Regions from separate parts of the Bicyclus anynana genome. Here region 1 is linked to region 2. The links are chromatin contacts, called in public Hi-C maps. All regions are on one chromosome and are shown on one strand. Each heading gives the region's core, a stretch centred on a gene start, on an enhancer-like site or on the middle of the called end of the contact. The rest is flanking DNA. Distances are from core to core; before and after follow the strand shown.

Region 1 (3,795 bases), core at 815-3,314, 150 kb after region 2:
CTTCACACCCGCGCAGTCCTTCCCACTGCCCCGGCACTTGCCAAGCTATAGCGGACCCGGTCAAGTTTCGCTTTAATTTATTTGCACTTCCACGCTACCCCTACCCACCCTACGCTACTCCCACCCTACACCTACCCTACCCTACTCCTGCAGATGAATACATTAGGCAGCAATGGAGTTTGGATTATAGTGGCTTTGGATAACAGGTTTCAAGGAAGGTAATAAAATTATTCAAAAAAACATTAATTAAACGCGAATGAAGTCACAGGGTTCCGTAGTTTAATAGCAGTAGCGTAGCATGCCTTGTAGGGGCCCTGTATCAAAATTAGTTGGGGGGCCCATGAAGGGTACAGGTTTCTCACACAATAAACAAAAATGCTTGCATAAAATAGATAAATATATTTTTTTCTTTCACACGTAAGGGGCCCCTGGACTACAGGGACCCCGTATACGGCGGTAGCTACGCCCCTGTTTAATAGATAATAGTGCCTCCGAGTATACCTACACATAACATTCGAATGTACCCATAGTTTCACTTCTAATTTATGTCACCTGGCAGCCCTAACATTCGTGACAAGAATTCAAATAGCTTTACCATGTAGAACAGAGTAAGTAAATACATAAGAGAAAATCTTCGCTCTTACATCGTCATAATATCTGTACACCAGCGGCAAGCCGATTCCCGTCGGATTACCTTGAAAACTCCATGCATATTCATTGTTGTACTGTATCTAGATTTATGAGAAACCGGGGTTCGTGTCACTCTGTATGAATTTCTTTTTCTTTGGGACGGCTTAAATTCATCTAAATTCCATCCTTCACCACTGCTGTACACTGATGACAAATGTCAGTCAAAAACTTGTCACTGGGTTGCAAGTAACTTGACAGGGAGTCACACATGAGATGTGACGTCACAGTACCGAAGGTCGCCAGTTTTTTATCACAACCTTCATAGATGCAACAAAGCTCGATGCAATATTGGACGAGGAATTTAATATTTTGCATAATCAATAGATTATAGTGCCTACTCTACTTAAAAAGCATCACAACGGCGACCAATTCGTTCTTCAGATAAGCCCTAAGCACTCAATTGAAGGATCAATAGACAATAGACATGATCTTAATAGTTGAGTAGGTGTTAAATGTTTGCACTGTTGACCAATGTCTGCCACTGGATTGCAAGTAACGTGATCTGACGTCACACATGAGGTGTGACGTCATAGCACCGAGAGCAGTGGCGTAGCGTACCTTGGAGGTACCCTGTATCAAAATTAGTTGGGGGGGGGGGGGGGCAACATGAGCGGCAAGTCCCAAAAAATCTCTTGAGATTTCGAGGCTTTGACACAGATATAAGTACGCACGTGACGTCACACCTTATGTGGACGTCACGGCATTGAGGGTCACCAGTTCCTATTACTACGAAGCCAATCTGTTCATCTGTTCTTTAAATTAGCCATAGACTTAATAGCATGATTTCTAATGTTGAGTATTAAACTGTAGCACTGGTGGTATTTTTTTTTATTCAATGAAACGTTAGCCCTTGACTGCTACCTTACCTGTGGCGTTAACATGTGACCAAGTGAAGATAATTAGACAAAATATCGTGCAATGGCGGCTGAGTTGTCCCAGTCCCATCTCTTTCGTTCTCCCAACGCAATGAAAGAGACAGTAGTATTTCCTGTTGCACCACCATTGGTTGTAATTTGTCTATTTCCCTTCACAACATCGCACACTAGCGCCACTGACGTACTGACGTTAAGTGATAATTGAGTTGGAAGCGGGCTTACATACTTGAACGAGATACAAGTTAATTTTACTGATACCTCTGACGGCTTCTACGAGGCATCGTACCGGAACGGCTAATCGCTTGGCCGTATGCCTTTGCCAGCAGGGTAACTAGCCACGGCCGATGCCTACCACCAGATAACGGGTGCGTGGACACGTCAGTTATCTATAAATATGCTTCAAAAAGCGAGCGCGGCGGTTGTCGGCGTCACTGGACAGTGCGTCACACCACAACACTTATAGAAAACTGGTGACCCTCGGTACGTGACGTCACTCGGTATGTGTGACGATCAGGCTCGCGTTACTTGCGATGCGGTGACAAGTTTTCGTACTGTGGCGTGGATACACAATTATTGAGATCATGTCAGTTGTTCCTGCTATTATTAAGTCTATGGCTAATCTCAAGAACGGATTGGTCACTTCTTTCCTTTTTTTTTATTCTTTACAAGTTAGCCCTTGATTACAATCTCACCTGATGGTAAGTGACGATGCAATCTAAGATGGAAGCGGGCTAACTTAATAGGAGGAGGATGAAAGTGCATCGTATCGGAACGCTATATCGCTTGGCGGTACGTCTTTGGTGGTAACTAGCCATGGCCAAAGCCTCCCACCAGCCAGACCTGGACCAATTAAGAAAACCTTAATCGGCCCAGCTGGGGATCGAACTTAGGACCTCCGTCTTGTAAATCCACCGCGCATACCACTGCGCCACGGAGGCCGTCGAAAATAGAAAACGTAATGGAAAACTCTTTGGATCCCTCGTAACTTTAATTTTAAGTTTTCGACTTTACTTACCACCATTAAATTAAATCATGACATAACTTGACGTTTCACTTTTGAAAACCTGTAAACTAATTGAAATAAATGAATTTTAATTTTTTTTAGCACTGTGACGTCCAATACCATATAACCATAAACGCACAAATAACAAACATATTTGTAATTTCGTTTGAACGCACATACAAATCTAACGATCATTATGATCAACGACGTCATTAATTCGTGCCATTTTGTATGGGCCGTGTTTAGGGATCTGTGGAAGTGCCGCAAATATGACACTTTAAATCCCTGTAGCTTCGAAAGTAATGATCGCAGATACCCTGTTACTTTTACAAAATTGCTTTACTATTAGCATACTTCTAATTTATATATAATTTAAAAAAACTCTCATCATCCCTATTGTACAAAATGGAATAGGCCTTCTCCAATTCATATTCCTAATTAGCCTTCAGGGTAGTGCAAGTGCACTTATAGTAGCATAAATAGGTAACCCAATAAACTAACAGTTATTAATAAAGGAGATAGGTATTATAATTATTTATCTTACAAATAAAATAGATAAGGTAACACACCTATCCCTTATCACATAAGCACCTATCACACAGGCAATGTAATCTTTGACACAGTTACTGATATTAAAGCATGTATTACGTAAATGCATAAGACTAGCAAACGACTCGCGGTTTCACCCGCGTAGTTCCCGTTCCCGTGAGACTATGGGGATAAAACTATAAACCATGATAATTGGTGAAGATGGGGCTGGCTATCTCATGGAGAAAAAAATTTTAAAATCAGTCCAGTAATTTTGAAGTTAAATTGTAGTGGGAATAGGAATATTTGTCATATTTAAAAAGACATGGCAAATACTCTTAAAAAAAACATTGTGTGACCCAATGATGTTAAATACTGTTAGATGTGTTACTATAGCGCATTAAAAACGAGGCGCTCAAAAGAGGAAATTTCCACATCTCAATGTTAGTTCTGGTCAACAATGAATGTTATTTAAACAAATAATACCTAAATAGTAAATATTGTCTACAATGTGAGTTGTGTGTTTAGGAAGTGTAAAAACTACATATACAAAAAATTTTAATAAAAAAAATTCAACCGACTTCCAACTCAAAAATTAACCTAAACTAAAAAGCAAAAAATAACATCTTACCTATGTGCTACCTCCGGATCAGTTTGTTGTTGTTTTTAGTTTAGGTTAATTTTTGAGTTGGAAGTCGG
Region 2 (3,549 bases), core at 352-2,851:
CAAGCGAGTTAGTGTTCCGGTACGATGTCGTGTAGAAACCAAAAGGGGTGTGGATTTTCATCCTCCTCCTAACAAATTAGCCCGCTTCCATCTTAGACTGCATCATCACTTACCATCAGGTGAGATTGTAGTCATGGGTTAACTTGTAAATAATAAAAAAATAAAAAAAAATGATCATGGACTCTCTTAGTAATAGTCAAGAACAGATCTACTTAAGTAAATCCGCAAGGCACAACAAGTATTACTAGATAAAATTGTGTATATTTTATTTTGGATTAAATGTATCGTTAAAATTATAATTCGGGGGCCAAATTCGGAAGGCTAGCGATATGATAAGCACTCGACCCCTCGCAGGTAAACGTACACCTCTTATCAGTAATTACATCGATAACGTCGTCCTAACAGGGGGTCGGGCGAGCGAGCGACGATCGTGGAGGTAATTGAATGCCTACCAAAGAAACCGACATGCGATAAACCGTTTATTTGTATTTCACTATTTTTGGAGTCCCTTGGTGTTAACGACTAGACCTAGATCTAGAGAAGAGACCTACATCCAGAGAAGAGACCCAGATCTAGAAAAGAGACCTACATCTAGGAAAGAGACCTAGATCTAGAGAAGATACTAGCTCTCCCCACAAGAGCCCAATATATGAAACAGCTCTCGAAAACTTATTTTGAGAGATCCCAACCAGCTTGTGGTTGAGGCTTGCAACTTCAACCCCCATTCCAACGCCGATTGTAGATCTAGACGCCCAAAACAAGTCTTTTATGATCCTGACGATGCCATAACGACCGACAATGCTTCCCAGGCAACACAAACACAAGCTGCACAGCGTCTTCGCCGGCGAAGACGAGGTCCCCGATATCTGACATCACCCAGACGTGGGCTTTTTAACTCACGATCTCAGGGGCGCCCGGACTGATACACTCAGGCCAAAACACCTTAGACCGAGGTCCGAGTCAGAGGAGACGCCCTTAGGCCTAGTTCGGACTACTTCAGTATTTTAGTCGAACAATTTTTGAGCGGTAAATCCAAAAATTGTTTGTACTCTCCTAAAATACTAAAGTAGTTTGTACGGCCTATTAGAGGTTTGTTCCACTCTGCTCCTGCCTTCGAGCCCTATCAGGCTATGCTTCTGCGCGCGCCCAAACCCTCTGGTGACGCCGCTGAGGTTCCATTAATAAGCCTAAGGCACTTACACAATTAGAAAAAAGCTATAAACCGTTACACTGTATTTCACTAATGTAACGTAAATGAAAATTAATACTAGGCAACTCGATAATGTCAGGCGTCCACTGATCCGCATCGTACGTATCGGACGCTTCGCATCAAACGGATTATTAATTTTACGATAGATAAAATCTGTTAGATCCGATCCGATAGATTCCGATCAGTGGACGCACTTGTATTACTTTCTATACAAAAATTACGTACGATGTGGACGCCTGCCATTGGATACAGGAATCTTATCAGATCTACATAAATGTATAGTACCTAATATACCACTTAATCTTGACCTTCAAATCGGTACATATAATATGTCATCACAGTTTAAATTATGTCAGCTAAAAAAACATAATTGCGTTACGATGACCTCCTCTGTTACGCTCAACGATTTCTGGCTAAAAATAATCACCTCATTAGTGAATGTATCCGCGCATAGCATCGAAATAATCAACCAGTTAAAAAAATATTCCACCAGAAATAACTGTACCTACCAACACTTGAAAATATTTTAAAACGATCAATATTGGAGCGAGAAAACTCATTCTCTATACCAGTAGAAATACAAATAACATCATTATCAGAGTATTTTAATAGCCCCCCTAGCCAAGTAGACCGTTGATTCACTTTCTACGATCGCTAACGCTTCGGTAACTAGAAAAATGTATGGGAATGGCAGATCTTGATCACGTGACCTGTCGAAAGCAAACGTCATTCCCATACATCTTTCTATAGTTTTCGAAGCGTTAGTGATCGTAGAAAGAGAATCGACTACTTGCTACTGAGCTAAGGGGGCTGGCACTACCACCCTATAGGAGTGGATCATCATCATCATCATCATCAGCCGATGGACGTCCACTGCTGGACATAAGTCTCTTGCATGGACTTCCAAGCACAACGATCTCGAGCCGCCAGCATCCAGCGGCTCCCTGCAACCCGTTTCATGTTCTCGGTCCACCGAATTGGGGGTCGATCAACACTATGCTTTCCGGTGTGGGGTCATCATTCATTCCAGCACCTTGGGACTTTGGCAGAGAGGATATGGAGCTTTATTTTATACCCATCGCCCTCTAGTATTTGACTTTATAACGATCATTATCAGATGATAATGATGATGACCGGGACCTACGGTTTAAAGTGCTGTTAGAGGCAGGAATATATAGCCTGACCCGGGACTTGAACCTAGAACCTTGTGATTCGAAGCCACAGACTAACCACTGGACCAACGAGGCAATTTACAAAATGTTCAAGTAGATATACGTCAAGATATCATCATCATTAACAACCCATATTCGGCTCACTGTTGAGCACGAGTCTCTTTCTCAGAATGAGAGGAATTAGGCCAATAGTCCCCCACACTGACCCAATGTGCAGACTTCAGACACGTGAAGTTTGTAAAATTCTCAGGTGTGAAGGTTTCCTCACAATGTTTTTTCCTTCACCGTTTGAGACACGTGATATTTAATTTCTAAAAAAGTACGTAAAGACATACTTGCTGAGTATTTACGTGTTATTGGGTAACTTATACCAGCAAGGCATAATCATATCTGTAATCATAATTTGCAATTGAATATTATCTACATTTTGTAATCACAAAGTAGCGTCTTACTTGTATCCAATATTTAAATCTATTCATGAACTAATTGTACGACATCCGGCATAAGAAATATATACCCTCATCTGTGATTTTATCTATACTAATATTATAAAGTGTCTCCGACCACGATCTCACTTATGAGCAATTTGTTACCCTTCGCTGCTTCGATAAATACCATCAATATTATCAGGATCTAACTGTCTAAGGATCACAACCTAAGCGAGTCAAAAGGGAAGCCATACTTGATCTGACAGATGTCTCCGACCACGATCTCACTTAAGAGCAAATAGTTACCCTTCGCTGCTTCTATATAATATATATATCATCAATATTATTAGGATTTAACTGTCTAAGTATCGTTACCTAAGCGAGTCTAAAGGAAAACCATACTTGATCTGACAGATGTCTCCGACCACGATCTCACTTATGGGCACTGGGTCACCTTGTTGATTCGATATACATTTATGCATACCATCAATACTAAGTACCAGGATATCAGCAAACAAAGTAAGTATACTGCACCTTAAGGTCGTTACTCTGCAGCAGGATGCCGTCAGCTGGCAGCAAGTCGCCATACTTTATCTGACAGATGTCGCCGACCACGATCTCACTTATGGGCACTTGGTTCACCTCGCTGCTTCTTATCACCGCAAACTTGTGCTCGCCTTCTATTCGAGATTGTAGCCCTCTGGAACGTTACACATAGTAAATTAAGACTTATCTAAAA

What was found. Hi-C and Micro-C count contacts between places; a contact is called where the count stands out from the background.
Region 1: a Hi-C map of whole larva shows a contact between it and region 2, with 3 times the contacts expected there. The contact joins two enhancer-like sites. A contact is called at or near these places in 2 of 2 Hi-C or Micro-C datasets (whole body and whole larva).

Annotation. Positions count from the first base shown.
Region 1 is chr25:6,919,242-6,923,036 of ilBicAnyn1.1, forward strand. All of the region lies in intron 2 of LOC112058339 (plasma membrane calcium-transporting ATPase 3), which reads right to left. Among protein-coding and RNA genes, the nearest start is that of LOC112058339, 62 kb to the right of the region's middle. Within about 2 kb of position 2,065, at least 8 of the 8 cell types and tissues checked have open chromatin away from gene starts, as enhancers often do.
Region 2 is chr25:6,773,955-6,777,503 of ilBicAnyn1.1, forward strand. It overlaps LOC112058339 (plasma membrane calcium-transporting ATPase 3), which reads right to left. Exons shown (of 25, transcript XM_052889311.1): 7 at 3,345-3,510. Among protein-coding and RNA genes, the nearest start is that of LOC128199484, 50 kb to the left of the region's middle. Within about 2 kb of position 1,602, at least 1 of the 8 cell types and tissues checked has open chromatin away from gene starts, as enhancers often do.